Regions from separate parts of the Capsicum annuum genome. Here region 1 is linked to region 2. The links are chromatin contacts, called in public Hi-C maps. All regions are on one chromosome and are shown on one strand. Each heading gives the region's core, a stretch centred on a gene start, on an enhancer-like site or on the middle of the called end of the contact. The rest is flanking DNA. Distances are from core to core; before and after follow the strand shown.

Region 1 (2,914 bases), core at 405-2,904, 35 kb after region 2:
ATTAATCCCCAAAGATTTATATATATGAAGAAAACTTTACATCTATGGGCTCAATAGTTCAATGATTAAGCATGCAGTTTTCTTTTTTCACTTTTTAATATTTTTTTGGAGGTTGAATTTCTACTTTCCAGTTTAAGAACAGTTAATTACCAGTACAAAATTCAACTTTATTCTTAAAGGAGTCACACACACTCAGACGCATGTTTATGTAATTAGTAGTAAACTTTATCTTTGGGATTTGTAAAATGATTAGTATTATAATATTTTAATTAATTAATTCTTTCCCTTTTTGTTAAGAAAAAAAATAAAATTCATCATGCTATAATCTTCATTATACTTCCGGCGACACTGATTAAAGTTGTACATTTGAATTTTTATAATACTATATAGTTAATTATGTTTAGCAGCTAGATTCAAATGACATTTTTAATATGTTATTTTCTTTTACTTTTAAATTATTAGGATTATAAGAATTTATTTTTATTTTCCCTTTAGACGTGCTATATAGGAAAGCATGTGGAAATAATTAGAGGGCCTTCGATTAATTTACTGATGAAAAGACCTTTGAGCTACCAGGCCCAAATATCATCAATTTTGCACTCTCTAATCATTTCTTACTGCTTTCTAAATCATTTATTATTATAAAACCCCTTTTTGAGTATTTTTCAAGCAAATCCATTTATCATTTTTTTCAAATCCATTCAAATTGGTATTTGTATTTAACAACGCTTTTCATAGTATAATTCACAGATATATACTTATTGTTATTGGCTACATAATGCCAAGTATGAAATTCGCTAAAAACATTTATTTTAAAAAAATATTAATATTATATGGAGTACTATTTACTAGCTTGTACCTATATGTCCATTAATCTAACTTGCCCTTTTTCAGAAGCAGAAAGTGACCCATGGCATAAAAGACAAGAAAGCATTAAAGGCAAATCAATAGTGACCTTAAGAATATGTTACATGATCATATATAAAAAAAAAAAAATTGAAGAAAAAATATACAGACAAAATGCAATACAATCATATCTATTCAAAAAAAAGAAAAAAATGAAAGTGATAAGTGGAATTCCTTTTTGTGTTGAAGTTGACTATCTTCATTCTGAATACAGACATTTGCCAGCTTTCTCATGATTACCTATGACCATTTCAAATTACCAACAGGTCATAGTGGGCCCCTTTACCGGTCCTGGGCCTTTGCTGGATCAAAGTTGGACTAGGCCCACAATGAACACAAGCCCACAAATCACACATATGATGGGCCACGAAACCACTTGAAATTGATTCGTATAACTAAAATTACATTTGTAACGAGCCACATACGTTTCAGTAGCTGCGGTTAATAGTAGCATGATGGACTTGTTTTCCAATGACATTGCCACTAGCCGTTTTCTTGACGTGGAGGGGCGATCGATGTCCGTCATGGTTGTAATTCCGATGATCCCGGGAGGTATTTCTATCTCTCGGTTTTACCTTGATCGCGTTACATTGTTCCAAACATGCCAAAATTTCATTCATTGAAGGTCTAATTTTTGGATCAGGTTCAAGACATTGTAATATGATTTCACCTATTTGAAATGCAGCCTTTGATGGGTATTGCCCTTCTAGTCTTGGGTCCATTAATTTTCTTAGCTTCTTTTTGTCTGGTAACATGGGCTTGGCCCAATCTACTAAATTATGCTCCCCATTGGGCCTGTTGAGATCCAGTACCCTCCGCCCCGAAAGTATTTCGAGTAATACAACCCCGAACCCGTATACGTCACTCCTTACGTATAAATGACCTGCCAAAATAAAAGTGAAATTTTTCATCGGTTGTCCTTTTTTGAAATAGTTATTTAATTTGAAGACCTTCCAGATCTATGTCTAAAGATTCATTCTGAGAAAGTTACGAGAGAACGTTATGGATCACGATAAAATTTCGTAAGTTAATGCAAACATTAGATATAATATAGTATTTGTTTGTTAGGCAAGCAATATATGAGCAAACACTAAGCCCGAACCTAATATATAGACGTAACTATATTTTCCACAAGTTTTATATATTGATAGAGACAAAGGCTTTAAAAAGAAATATTTGCATAAATCAGCCTAACGTATTGGAATCAAGACTTTGTCAATGAAGAAACAAAAAAGTACTATTTGATTAAATATTATTGAAGAAATAAAATAAGGAATATAAAAACAAAAGCAAGTGGTTGAAAAAAAAATTCTAACAGCTTTGCCGGCTAATATTAATTAATTAATCATATAGGAGTTCACATTTCACGAAGGTTGATGTTTTCACAAAGGACCAACTCAAATATGCAATTGTGTGAACATAGAAAAAGTTAGGGAGAAGGATATTAGCTAACGTTGTTTGGATTCTTTAAAAATATCTGACTAATATGTATTGAAGATTTTAAAAATAATATATTTTTGAAGGATCCAACAGGTGGCGGCTATACCTTTAATTTAATAAGTCTGAACAATATAGTTGATTAACATCTTACATTCTCAACTAAAGTTTCGTGTTCGAATTCTAAATATGAATTGGGGAGCACTGTACTTAAAAATAAGGGCAGCTTGGTGCACTAAAGCTCCCGTTATGCGAAGAGTCCGAGGAAGAGCCCCATCACAAGGATGTATTGTACGCAGTCTTACCTTGCATTTCTGCCAGAGGCTGTTTCAAAGGCTTGAACTTGTGACCTCCTGGTCACATGACAACAACTTTACCGGTTACTCCAAGGCTCCCCAGAACTCTCCTTCGGGAGCACTATATCTCCCAATATAAATCTCTATCTAATCAGATTTCAATACGTATATCAATACGGAAGGAGTAGTATAAATACCAGTAGCCATGTATTCAGGGGCAGCATAGCCATAAGTACCAACAACTCTAGTGGTCACATGTGAGTCACCATTTACTG
Region 2 (3,121 bases), core at 184-2,683:
AAGTGGACTCTCTTTTTTTGGTTAATTTTAAAATATTTGACATAATAAATACAACTACTAATAAGAACAACAATAATTGTAGTCAAAGAAAGCAAGGATTTGTAATTTATAATCAAAAGTAACATGAAAGAAGAAAACTAAAAGCATAATAATAAATAATGGTAATTAGTCAAAAATTCACCATTAAATGTGCAACTTAACTTTAAAAAAATGGAGAATTGATCAAATTCCAATAGAGACAAAAACACTACGTGATTTATTCTCATCTATTCAAATTAAACTTTGATGAATAAAGTTACCTAATACGTATTATTTATTGAGAGGTGATAAATATCCCATAAAATTAATCGAAATGCGTAAAAATTGATCCGAATATTATAAAAAAATTGGAAAATTGACAAGAAGAAGATGCGTTATCATTTCAATGGAGTTTCACATGCTTATACATTTTTCTATTTGTTTATGTCTGATATTTATCCATTGTTTTTTTCTTGATAAAATTTTAATTATATTCTTTTCTGACAATTCATGCCACTCCTCCTGATGACACACACTACACTAAAAGTACCAAATTAATTATATTTTAATTCTTAATCTAGATCATGTAAATAAATTCTTTATATATTGAGAATTCATACAAATTTTAACTTACATTTAGTGTAATAACATACACAAGATTTTTCTTATGAAATCTCGCCATTTGAAGTGAAAAAAATAAATAAATATAAATTACTATTTGAGTTGTCTGTCTTATTTTTTAGATTATTTATATATTATTCATGTAGATTAAAATCGATTATTTTTCTTATATTACCTATTATGAGTTGTTGCATATAGTTATCTTTTAAATAATATACATAATCTAATTCCAACTTGCAATTAATTTATTTATTCTTCCTAAGTGTGGTCCTAATGTGAACGTGTTGTGTTTATTAACACTACCTAAAACTACACAAAAATGTTATTTACCCATAATGTTTAAAACATTAAACTAATAACAATTCTTACTAATATCTCACGCGCTGTAATTATGACTTACATGCACGCTCCAATGACATTACCTTATTTTATGCCTGAAGTTTCTTACGTCACCGCTATTTGTGGAGCGTGAGACAAAGTTGTTATCATTTTTTTTTTTGTCACCCCCTATGCAAGTTGATCGTTATTTTAACATTTTGTTGAGGGACGTCACAAAGCATCTAAATATAGTAATGGGGTAAATAGGAAAGTGGCAAACACACAATTCTCTACTAACAAACACTCCACAAAGCCACCAAAAAAGAACAAATAACGTAATCAATCTATTTTTATAAAGTCGAGTCTAAAATTATTTTTTTTTGATAGACGTTAATTCAAGATAAAATAATCTAAAAAAATATACAATCAAGACTCGTATTATAATTAATCTATTCAAAATAATTAACATCATTAAAACTATATTACTAATATGAATACTCGCACTCCATCCTGCTAATATTATCCAAGAAAATAAAGGAAACTTTTTCCACATTTTGAATTTTATGGAGCTAATAAAGAGTCTAAAGATGGAATCATTTTGAGCTTTCTTGAGCTAATAAAGGGTATAAAAATCAAATCTTTTTACCTTAAATATGTGTTTTTACTTCCTTTTTTGAATTTTGGATTAGATGGAGTTGTTTCTTGATTCGTAGGTTGACTTTATAAATGGGAATCCCTAGAGGTTTTTGAGGGGGTGGGGTCCAGTACTTGGTAAGTGGAATCTTCTCTTGTAGGCAGACTTTGCTTTAAGGGAATCATATTCAAGAAAAGCTAATGACAGATAATAACTGAGAGAGAGAATTTAATTTGTGATTGTGGGTTGTGGAGGGGATTTCAAGAGGGAAAGATATAAGTTGAGACATTTAGTCCCTACATATTTGTTTGTTGTTTGATGTTGTTGTTTGCTTCTTAGACAGCCACAAGAAAATTTTCTCAGCAAAGTTTATATTTTTTACACCATAAAGAAACAGCAAAGTTTTGACCTTTGCAAATTGGAATATCCAAGAATCTTTTTGCATAGTGAGTTCCTCCTCTTTCTTCATTCCTCTTTTGTCTCTGTTTACAACTTGGATGAATCATCTTGTACACACTTATCTATGGCCACAAATACTTGTCTTTATGTCTCATACATATATATATATATATATAACCAGTTGTTTTTCTTGAATTAGTGATGAAGCATAGAGAGGTTCGTAGAATCTATGTGATATACAGTTTTCATTTCTTGCAACTTTCTTTGGTTTGAGGCACTGTTATATAGATCTATGTTTTGGTTGTAGCTGGTTATTTCTTCTAACCTTTATTGACTTTGGAATAAGATATGTATACCAAGATAACAAAACCCAACTTGGTGGAATATGTTGATTTCTTCATATATTTGATTCTTGGAGCTAAATAATATATGAAAGTTCCATCTTTTGTTGTTTTATTATTCTTTTGTTCCTCTTATCTTTATTGCTTTACTGCTGATTCTCAGTGAGAAGATAAATTTGGCAGATTTGGTTTTCCAAGATTGGAGCTTTTTAGACTAGCTTGTGTATAGGAGGACTGATTGCCATAAGTTTGGATCAAGAACAGTACTGGTCTTAGGGATTTGAAGACAGATTTGATGCTATGGATGAAAGTGTCATTCCTTCGAATTCGTTGTTGACTACCCCATCTGATTATCTCATGGATTTGGATTACATGGATGGGCTATTGTTAGAGGGATGTTGGTTGGAGACTGCTGATGGTAGTGAATTCTTGCAGCATAGTCCAGCCATGTTCAATGCGCCATTTGACTCGTCTTTTATGTGGCCTACAACGATAGATGCCAACAATGTAGAATTTAATGGAATCCCATCAAAGGATGCCCAACAAGAAAAGCAAAGGCCATCTTTCACTGAAAATATGTCGATAAACCATAGCCAAGAGCTAAGTTATGCTAAAGTTCAGCCTTTCGGTGAGAATATGAACAATGCCATGTGCACTTCAGGTCTATCCGAGAATCATTTAGTTGAAGCTCCTGAGCTGAACAAAAGGTGGTGGATTGGACCCAAAGCTTCATCTTCTGTAATGGATAGATTGATTTGGGCACTTGGGCACATAAGAGATTGCTCCAGGG

The links. Hi-C and Micro-C count contacts between places; a contact is called where the count stands out from the background.
Region 1: a Hi-C map of placenta shows a contact between it and region 2, with 2.8 times the contacts expected there. The contact joins the enhancer-like site here to the promoter of LOC107866790 in region 2. A contact is called at or near these places in 2 of 5 Hi-C or Micro-C datasets (bud and placenta).

The regions. Positions count from the first base shown.
Region 1 is chr4:230,737,262-230,740,175 of UCD10Xv1.1, forward strand. It overlaps LOC107866788 (probable serine/threonine-protein kinase PIX13), which reads right to left. Exons shown (of 6, transcript XM_016712769.2): 5 at 2,837-2,914; 6 at 917-1,789. The coding sequence ends at 1,335. Among protein-coding and RNA genes, the nearest start is that of LOC107866788, 5.1 kb to the right of the region's middle. Within about 2 kb of position 1,655, at least 3 of the 5 cell types and tissues checked have an H3K27ac peak or open chromatin away from gene starts, as enhancers often do.
Region 2 is chr4:230,702,059-230,705,179 of UCD10Xv1.1, forward strand. It overlaps LOC107866790 (protein NLP5), which reads left to right and starts at 1,434. Exons shown (of 7, transcript XM_047411401.1): 1 at 1,434-1,580; 2 at 1,671-1,728; 3 at 1,931-2,037; 4 at 2,515-3,121. The coding sequence starts at 2,632.